Linked DNA regions of Hordeum vulgare: region 2 is linked to region 1. A link is a contact called in public Hi-C data. All regions are on one chromosome and are shown on one strand. The core of a region is the stretch at or near the end of the contact, and the rest is flanking DNA. Distances in the headings are between cores, read along the strand shown. Region 1 holds the start of LOC123446479 (rapid alkalinization factor-like). Region 2 has its middle 15 kb from the start of LOC123446480.

Evidence for each region. Hi-C and Micro-C count contacts between places; a contact is called where the count stands out from the background.
Region 2: a contact with region 1 is called in a Hi-C map of leaf, with 2.7 times the contacts expected there. The contact joins the enhancer-like site here to the promoter of LOC123446479 in region 1. A contact is called at or near these places in 2 of 6 Hi-C or Micro-C datasets (leaf and seedling).

What each region holds. Positions count from the first base shown.
Region 1 is chr4H:360,991,053-360,996,004 of MorexV3_pseudomolecules_assembly, reverse strand. It overlaps LOC123446479 (rapid alkalinization factor-like), which reads right to left and starts at 1,605. Exons shown (of 1, transcript XM_045123063.1): 1 at 813-1,605. The coding sequence starts at 1,525. The coding sequence ends at 1,130.
Region 2 is chr4H:361,175,324-361,180,711 of MorexV3_pseudomolecules_assembly, reverse strand. No RefSeq gene overlaps it. Among protein-coding and RNA genes, the nearest start is that of LOC123446480, 15 kb to the right of the region's middle. Within about 2 kb of position 1,936, at least 3 of the 3 cell types and tissues checked have open chromatin away from gene starts, as enhancers often do. A contact at or near this core is called in leaf and seedling, where this site is marked.

The DNA.
Region 1 (4,952 bases), core at 356-2,855:
ACGGCTAGAGCAGGACTCAACACCTGCATGTGGCGTCGAGGCATTGTCGGGGCTGTGTGGTCCGATACCCGGCCAATCCATGGCAAGGCGCAACCACCCACGGCCTAATGCGGCAAATTCGGCTGGCAGAATGCGGCAAATCCTGCAGTCGCAGATCTACCGGTTGGTCGCCCACGCCGGCTGCATGGGAGCACCAAGCCACCAGTCGTGCTATGAGAAGATTGAGGAGGGGGAGGGGCCGGAGAGCGAGGTAGGAAAATAGGGCGGCGGCACTATGAGGGAGGGTTTGCTTAGCGGGCGACGCATGAGGGGGCGAAGAAAAGGGGGGGCATGTGTCCTTCACGGGTGGACCAGGGGAAGATATGGGCATGCGTCTCGCCCGTTCGCGCGTGTCCGCTTCGGCACAAACGGGAATGCAGTGAAAGCGGGCGGAAAACGGACATTGTACGTTTTCTCTCCATGTTGGGTCGAATTTTCTCTTCGTTTATTCCTAAACGGACGGGGCCAAACGATTTGGGGTTGCACGTTAAAGTTGCGTTGGAGTTGTCCTAAGATGCAACATCTTGCTGTCTAATAAAAGAGAAAATAATATTCCTTCATTCCATAATATAGTCACGTTTTCCGAGATCTAAATTTAATCATATATTTAACCAACAAAACTGATTGTGACAAAAGCAAAAATTATACCATTAAATTCATATTTTCTATATGAATTCAATGGTAGGAATGGAATGGATTAAGAACACCAGTTAATCGTGTATGTTGGGGGTGTTTGTTTCTAAGGGGTTAGACTTTTTTTTAGCTCCAGCGACTAAAGAAAAAAGTCCGTCCAATAAAGTTTTTTTAGACCTTAAAAAAAATCCCTCATGTTTGATTACATAGGGACTAAAAAAAAAGTTTCTTTAGTTAGTCCCTGGAAATAAATAGGGCGACAAAATCCCTGTAAACAAACAGGGCGGTAGTATACAAGCCTCTGTCACTTCAACTTGTTCCATCCACGTAACAGTGCTGGACGTGTAGCTCGTGTATCGACCGTCACCCAAAAACATCACAAAGTGGACAGAGAACAAAAATAACTGACGAAGCAGAGCTGCTGCAGCCTGAGGGAGAAAATAGGGCGGTGGTCCGGCTAGTCGCGGCACTGGGTGATGGCGGAGCAGCCACGCGAGTAGGGGTTGGCGACGGCGCCCGGATGGCAGTTGTAGTAGGACGCGCCGGGCACGGAACACGGCACCGAGTCCCTCATCAGCGCGGAGTAGCTGATGTACTGCGTATGCGTAGGGTAGCCGCCGCCATCCTCCTCTTCCTCCTCGTAGAAAAGGCGCCGCCTGAGTCCAAATCCTCCGTCGTGCTCGCGCTCGCGCAGGCACTCCTCTACCGTGCCTTCGCAGGAGCTGGGTCCCGAACGCATCCACCCCGCCACATCCGCCGTGCGCCCCTGGACGACGAGCTCCACTGCCGCCGCGGCCGCTGTGGCAGAGGCCACGAGCGTGGCTACGAACAGGAGCTGCGTTTGCCGAGCCATGGTTGACGAGAGAGCGGCAATGGAGGCTGCTGTGCTCTGGGATGCGTGGGGTGGTGGAGCCAGGACAGGAGCGAACGTGCCGCACTCGACCTTGGGCGGTGCAGCAACAGAGGAAGCCTTTTTAAACGCGAAGTGTGGGAGTGGTGTGTTTAGAGTCGGCCCGGATTTGTGTTCAAATTACAGGAGTGTGCCACTCATGTTAACCCTACCGGAATTTGCCCGTGTGCAAGGTGCAACACAGATGCATGCACCATTGATTGAGTGAGGGTCAGCGTCGGCCGCCAGATCACAGCCGACCATCACAACATAGTTAATAATATAGTGAGCTGTTAGCTATAAGATGTTGTCATATTATTAATAACCAACATATATTTATTTATACTTTCTTCATCTTAAAATAAATATTTCCAGCTTAATATAATTTTATACTCCCTCCGTCCCGAAATTAATGTCGAGTGTGTAGTTCATTGGCCATTTTATAAAAAAAACCTCATATTTACAAAGCTGAGGGAGTACAATAAGTTTAGCTATAAGGTTGGTTATGGCTGTAAGATTAGTATTTTTTTCTCATCTTTTCTCTATCTTTTTCTTCAGAGTTATTGCTTTTGTCTAGGACCCGCATAGAGATAGGCTTTTGCATAAGAGCCCACTCTCTTTATTTATTCCCGTCTCTCTCCTTCACATAAGCAAAATTAAAATTATCATGTAGGCACGGTTATAGCCTATTATTGTACCTGCTCTTAGATCTATATCTATCTAGTATATCGAGTAGTCCTTATCTATGCAATAAGACTTATATTGTAGAATATTTTATAACAAAGTAAATGTTGTAGAAATCTTCTATAACATAGATGATGTTGTGATTTTTTTCACTATTTTTGCAATATGAGTGTTCTTGCGAAAAACAAAATACAACACAAATGATGTTGTAGAAAATATTAATAATTTTCTTGTCTTCATTGTCTTTGTAATGTGTGTGTTGTTATGGGAAGCAATTTGTAACACACACGATGTTGCCTAAAGACACACAAAGAAGACATGTGTCACACAGAGAGATGACGAATCGCTCGTGTGTGATTTGAGTGAAGCCAAGCGTTTTCCTGGTACGGTTCCACATCAAAGTCTTTACTCCGGTTTTGGCTGACTTTCTAGAGAGTTCCGATCTATTCATCACTTGTTAAGGTAGTACATTCAGGTCCATGGACCACCTAACGACGATTACAAGCATTGGAGCAAGATGAAAGCACGTCGTCGTCTTCGCCCCTCCCTCATCAAAGCTGGGCAAATCTTGTGGTAGTAGACACTCGGGAAGTCATTTTGTTAAGACCCCATAGGACCAGTGTACCAGAAGAGTAATCGTCGTTGATGAAGAAAAATGTAGATCGAAAGGATTCAATATGTAGACACACAAGCATCGACGAACAAAGCCAGGATCCACGTGGATCCACCAAAGACAAACACCGAGTGAATCCCATGAGATTTGTGGGAGACAAACCTCCACACACCTTTCGACGATGCTAGAAACATCACCAGGACGGGGACAAGACGGGGAGAACCTTATTCCATCTTCAGAGAGTCCCTGCCACCTTGCCTCTCTGAGCAGGACACAAAATTCAAAAAGGCATTAAAATGAAGCGATCCTCCCTTCGCCAGCGCGGGCCGGAATCCACCACGACTCCATGGCCCTAAGACCAGAGGAGACAAGGTAGACCGATGACGACACCGGCGGGAGGCACGAGAAAACCCTAGTCAAAGGGTCATCTTTCTTCCATGGGAAGAAAGAAAACAATGGGTTTACTTTTGAATTATATGATATTATCACCGGTGCAGCGACGTGCTATGAAAAGGACCCCTTTTTGCTATGTAATTTAAATTATCTCCTTGTGTGTGTGGGCGATAGGGGTCCATCCCACACGATAGGGGGTCCATCGCAAATGTTTCGCAAAACTAAGCATATGGCACGTTCGCACCTATCAGAAACGATAGTTATCAAACAATCATTTGAGATATGTCATATTTCCCATACGGTCCATCTTTGCTACTCGTGTGAGATTGCATTACCATCGCACGCGCTACTGTGTGTTGCACCGTTCACAATGTGCGTCACATCACAAACAGTTCATAACTGTAACCCCATGTATGATAAGGAGACTATCACACGAAGTTTGTCCGACGACGTCGTTTCGACATACCAAGATTCCCAAACGGTCGAACTATCGTAATCGTGTAGGATGCATACGACATAACAAATAATGAAACATTATAAAGCGTGCATGATAAGGATAGTATCACAGAAATTTAGGTCAGTTTAATCGTTCCTGATATTGTCTAACATCACACACGATTTTCGAGACGACATGTGACATCCCTGGATTAGGCTACAGTAACCCCCGTAATCAAGCTATAATAATCACACGCTAATGGTGCCATGTCATCAAGATTAACCGAGCCAAATTACTACCTATTAAAAATGAAAGCCAATTTCAAATTAAACAAATATATTCAAATTATCATTTCATCAAACTGTCAAACAAAATTGTTGGTTAGGTTGCAAATATTCCACGTCCAATTATGTTAAGGAAAACAACATCACCTTGATGTTGGTGTGGACCCCACCATCCAAAACAGAGTCCAGTTACAATTTAAAAGAATTTTTAAATTCATGGAAAATATTCTAACATATTCAAAAAGGATCCAAATATTTTTGTGGTAGTGTAAAATTTTGCATGTGAATTAAAGGAGCAAGTCACGCATTTGTTGTTAAAGTAAATTTGGTCTAAAAATAGATAAAACTGAAAAGAAAAAAAGAAAAGAAAAGAAAAAAATAAAAAATAAACAACCCCCTGCTGGGCCTCGGCCCGACTAGCCGGCCCAACTCCGAGTCCAACTAGCCGGCCCAGCCACCCCCGGCGGCCCACCATTCTCCCTCACCCGTGTGGCCTATAAAAGGCCACCCTCTACCAAACCCTCGCTTTTCCCCATTCCCTCACCCCTCACCCCACATCCGGCGGTTGCTCCCTCCTCCCCGTTCTCGACCGGATTCGGCTGCTCCGGCGTCCTGCCGACCCCCTAGGCACCGTACCGGGGCCCTTTGCCACCGGCCACCACCTCGCCCCCAAGCGCACTACCCCCTGCCCGCGTCACTGTGAGCTGCTCCCCCTTCCCTCGCCATTCCTCTCCCTCCCGGTTGGTCGGGCCACCGCGTCGCCATGTGGACCCCCAACACCCGGTCGCTCTGGCGAGCTCCCAGCGTCGTCGCGACCCTTGACGTAATGTCGCCTTGCACCCTGCTGCGAAACCACCGCGCCACGCCCGGCTCGCGCCGCCTTGCGCCCGCGCCTTGCTCAGCCCACGCTCGCCGCGCCCATTGGTGCTTCCAGCTGCGCTCCGCGCTCGCTTGCAACGTCCCCTATTGCGTCGGCTACTA
Region 2 (5,388 bases), core at 687-3,186, 180 kb before region 1:
TGAGGGCTTCGCGATGGCTTGATGGATCTTCCTGTGGGAGCGGACGGCTTCTCCGTTGTCGGCTCGTCTGCATCTAGACTGTTTTGACCTTCGTCTCATTTTCGTGTAGCCCGGGCGCTACTTCCATCAAAGTGTTGACCCTCTCCCAGCTGCGGTTCATCGCTCGTCTCACGCCCCGTGCAGCAGGATCGATCTCGTCTCGCGCACGTGCAGCAGGGTCGGCTCGTCTCGCGCACGGTGCAGCAGGACTGACCTCGTCTCGTGCATGGTGCAGCGGGACCGAGCTCGTCTCGTGCTCGGGGGCTGCAGGATGGGTCGATGGAGGTCAGCACTGGCCGGCATATCGGGTCTCAGCGTTGGGGGGTCTCCCAGGGGTTGCTTTATTTATAAAGCGGAGCGAAAGCCTTTTTCGGTAACACAGGGACTTAACGCAAAAAACCACTCCAACATGATAGAGAAAAACACACGGACATCAACCTACTAATCTTCAGTATGTCGGGAAAGGTTACAAAAGTCGAGAATTTACAAACAATTAACTTCTCATTGCGACGGCTTACAAGCGATATACCGGCGGGACTTTACGTCCAAGGCCGAGCCCACGGGTGTGCAAACTAAGCGGCCCGCACAGGGCTCATAAATTCTAGGCCCTAAAATTCTTGTTGTAGGTCTGATTGAGCAAACAGGTAGGTCTAGTTGAGCTAGGAGGCCGAAATGCCTGGATAGTGCATAGCACGCCTGGCTCTCAAGTAATTTGATCACTTCTAAAAAAAGTAATTTCATTGTTTATCGATGGCTGAGAGAATACCGATTGTTCTCATGATCTATGGGCGTGAGCTCAAAAATAGGACCCCTGATGTACCCATAATAAAAGTAACATAGATAGTAGTATAAGTGCCACCTAAGCAAAAAATATGATGTGACAACTAATAAATAAGAAGAGATAGAAAATGAATAACTTAGCATGTTACTACCTCTATAAGAGCAAGTACAATAGAGCTGAGTCAGCTGGCTATAAGGAATAAACTAATATATTTTTGTTTAGTTAGAGGAAAGAAAAGAGAAGAGAGAAGGTAAGCGGGCTCTTAGAGCATGGTTAATAGTATAGCCAACTGTTGGCTATAAGCATTCTTATAGCTCATCTTATAGCTAGCTTGTACAATAGTTAGCTGTAAAAGAGTACTACTTTTATCATATATGGCCCATCTTTCATTCTCACAAAGCACCTAGGAGCACGTGCTAGAGTTGGCTCTTCACGAAGAACCCGTTTTCCTTCTCTCTCCTCTTCTCTCTCATCCAACTCAACAAAAATATAATATTTTAATCCTTACAGCCTGCAGACTGTACCTTATTGTACTTACTCTTAGCTAATAGTCAGCTCTAGCACGTCCTCCTAGGCATTTTATGAATATGAAAGGTGAAACATATAATAAAGAAGTAGTACACTTTTGTAATGAACTATTGTACATGTTGGCTATAAGATGAGTTATAGATGACATGTCAATAGCTTATAGCCAGCAGCTGGCTATACTATTGTACTTCCTCTAAGTAACATAATGGATACCAAGGCAAGATGAGTCTATAGCCTAATAAATAATAGGCTCAATGTTACTAACCCTATGTTACTATCCACTATGAAGGTAGTAACTTAGACTAGTAACATATACTCCATATGTTCCTAAATATAAGTCTTTTTAGAAATTTCATTAAGGGACTACGTACGGAGCAAAATGAGTGAACCTATACTCTAAAGTATGTCTATATACATCCGTACGTAGTCTTTTAATGGAATCTCTTAAAAAACTTATATTTAAAAACGAAGGAAGTATACGTTACTAGTCTATGTTATTGGTCATTATAAGTAGTCTAATGGTGCAGCAACCAACCCGTAGTTGCCGGCAGACGACACAACAAAGGACCGACGGTAAGGCCCGCAATGCTGGCAGGCATGACAACAACAACAGGTGAGAAGGACAGCCGTGTTTTCCAACAACGCGAGTAGGACATGCACATGGCTGTTTTCCAACAACGCGTTCTAAATCAACTTAACTAAATAAATTTTTAAATTAACTAATCAAGAGCAGTGATTACCATCCCCCATGTCGCCTTTAGGGCAGCCCTGGCAGAACCATAGATCGAGCCGTCACCGGCCTCTCTCCCACCTTCGATGTTGAGTAACATTATTGTTTAGGAAAGCACACATAAACTAGAATTTGTTTCCGTCTTAACTTATACTTTAAGATGATCATATATTCCTATATATATTTTCTATATATATATGTCCACGAGGCTCAAGCAATACAACAACTATTCCATCAATTCCTCTTATCCCGTTCAATATGGTATCTGCCGCAAGTTTCTTGACCTAGCCGCCGCCACAGCTTCCGCCCCGCGCGCCGCCCCTAGGGCGGTCGGCCTCCATGACCGCCGCCGGGGCCGCGCCGCCCGTACCTAGGGTTCGTCCGTCGGTCATGTTGACCGGCTGCCCTAGAGAGTCTTTTTCCCGATCTCCTCATCCGGGTTTTCTCTCTCATGTCGGTCTCTTGATCGGCGCTCTTTCTTTTTGGTTTTTGGATCTAAGATCAGTTTGCGTCGCCCGCCGCCGCCGACGACCACCACGCCTCTACTCCGACATCGGCGCGACCCGGCGGCCTCGCGCAAACCCGGCGGGTACTCAACACCGTCGACCACACGCCGGCACGCCCATCGATCTCCGCCGGTTGTCATCGCCCTCCTCCGATCGGGACGCCTGCATCGCCTCGACCCGACGGCCTCACGCCATGCGGCGGCCCATCACAGCCGTCGTTCGCGCGCCGCCTGCCCGTCGATCTTCACCGTCGCCTCGTACGGTCGGGCCGCCGCCTGCCTCGAGCCGGCTACAATGGGCCGACTGCGTCGGGCCGGCTGCCGCCTCCAGCCCTGCCACCTGCCTCGGGCTGGCTGTCGGCTGCGTCGGGCTGGCTTCCGCCTCCGACCGCAGCGCGTGCCTTGGGCTGGCTGCGTCGGGTCAGCTGCCGCCTCCGACCGCGCCGCCTACCTCGGGGTGGCTGCCGCCTCCGGCCACACCGCCTGCCTCACGCCAGCTGCGTCGTGCCGGCTCCAGCTCCGTCCTTGCCGGCTGCTTCGCACCGGCCGCCTCAGGCCGACTGTTCCGCTGCCTGCGTCACGCCGGCTGCTTCGGGCCGCCTGCGTCGCGCTGGCTGCCGGGCCTGGCCGCCACCCCGCCTCCACTGAACGACTTCCACGACCTCGCGTGCGATCGGATTGATCACCCGCCCGCCCGCGATCTGCCTCATCTATGTCGTGCGACCGACCTGGCCCGTTGGTTGCGCGCGCCTCCACAGGCCTCGTGAAGACTGTCCCGAATAAAGCGCGCCCCTCCACCGATCGAGCATCGGGCTGCCGTGCGTAGCCCCATCGGGCCGCAGCGCCGTCGCCCGCGAGCCGCTGCTACACCGTTCCTTCGGGTTGTAGTGCTGCGGCACGCGGTCCCCGCTGCCGCCCGAGGCCGTCCTCGTCGCTGCACCGACCCGCGCACCGCCGTTGCATCGCCCCTTCGGTCTGTAGCATTGCGACACGCGGTCTACACCGCCACCCCGAGGTATTCCGCCATCACCCCGACCCGCGCGCTGCCGCTTCGTCGCCCGTTCGGGTCGTAGCGTCGCGGCGCATGGTCCACTCCGCCGTCCCCGCGCGTCGAGTTCCTGTGGTATGTGCCGCGCCATCTCCTTCGGCGCGGGAATGCCATCATCCACGCCGGTCTTCGTCATGGTATCGGGCTCTTCCTCGCCTACTTCGAGCATCGCCGCCGCGCTCCTAACCAGCCGGCGCCGCCGCCATCAGGCCGCGCCGCCGCTCTTCTTTGGCGCTGCTGCAGCTCGCTCACCCAAGTCGCATCGCCCGTCCACTTGCTTCATCTCCGTCCAGCACTAGCTCATCGCCAGCGTCGCCGTCGTCTTCCCCGACCGCTTCATCTACGCCGACCACCGCGGGCAACATCGACCCCGCCGATTTGCGCCGTAACCGTCGTCGAGTCCTTCTCTGCTAGCCTCCTCGACATGGCGTACATGTTGTGTGCAGGTCCCCGTCTCCGCATGCCCGGTGCTGGCAACACCGACGTGTGCCTTCGTTCCCGGTGTGTTCGTAGGCCTGGCAAACCTGGAGCGACGCATCGTCAACATCGACTTTGTCTGTCTACGCATGCGCGGTGCTGGCAACACTAATGCGTGCCTTCATCCATGATGTGTCCCCGGGCTTGGCAAACTCGGCGCGACGCGTCTCAACTACGTCTTCTTCCCGGCACACCACTACTTCGACACCATTGCGCCCATGACTAACTATGCGCCTCCTTGCGCCCGCTGCTCCACGGCGACTTCCTCGACACCGGCTACCCCGACTCGACATCGACCATGGCATTCTTCGCACGGCTACCTCGACCATGCTACACCACCCTACACTCTCGGCTACCTCGACCAACGCACAAAGGGCTACCTCCTTGCTTGAGTAACATCGTCGGTTTCCACTCCAGCCACAACTTCCACGATGCATTGACTGTTACGACTGTGGGGGGATGACCACCGGCTTATGTTCAGATTCTTCTCCAGTCTCACCGTCTGCGTCGTTACCATTGTGACTTGGGGGGGGATGTTGAGTAACGTGATTGTTTAGGAAAGCATAGATAGACTAGGATTTGTTACTGCCTTGCCTTGTACTCCAAGATGATCATGTACTCCTATATATATGACCACGAGGCTCAAGCAATACAACAACTATTCCACTAATCCCTCTTCTCCTGTTCAACATCCGACTCCTCCTCGCCGTTGTCGGAGGAGGTCATCGGACGAAGTGCACGCGACGGACGACGACGATGGGGTATCTCATTTGCCCTGCGGCAGATCTCGTGGTGGAGGGAGGCTCGCCCTCCCGCGACGTGAAGCGACGGCCTCAGCGGTGGTGCTTCCAGGGCTGCGTCTCTGACGGTGGCAACGGTTCCTTGGGCTACGGCCCAGGGCTCTCGCCGACGCGTCGGTATGGGGTGGCGCCACCCTTCCAGCCATTCGGAGGTTCTTCTGCGCGCGTGCTCTCCTTCTGCTGGTGTTGCATCGCCGGTGGTTGCTGTCGTGGTGATGGCGTTGACGGGCTCCCTGGTTGCGGCTCGGTGCTCTCTCCGGCGTGTCGAGGTGGGGTGGCGGCCCCCTCTTCCTACCTTGGGGTCCTTTCCGCGTGTTCTGGTGGCATGTGTGCTCTTGCTGTGGCAGGGGGTTGCCGGATCTGTCTCCGGATCTGGCATGTTGGTGTCTGTCGACGACGAGGTGGTTGCTCTTGCGTGGGATGGCACCGTATCCATGCTTGAGTGCGCGGTCCAGCGGGCGTGCGGGCTTGCGGCTCTTC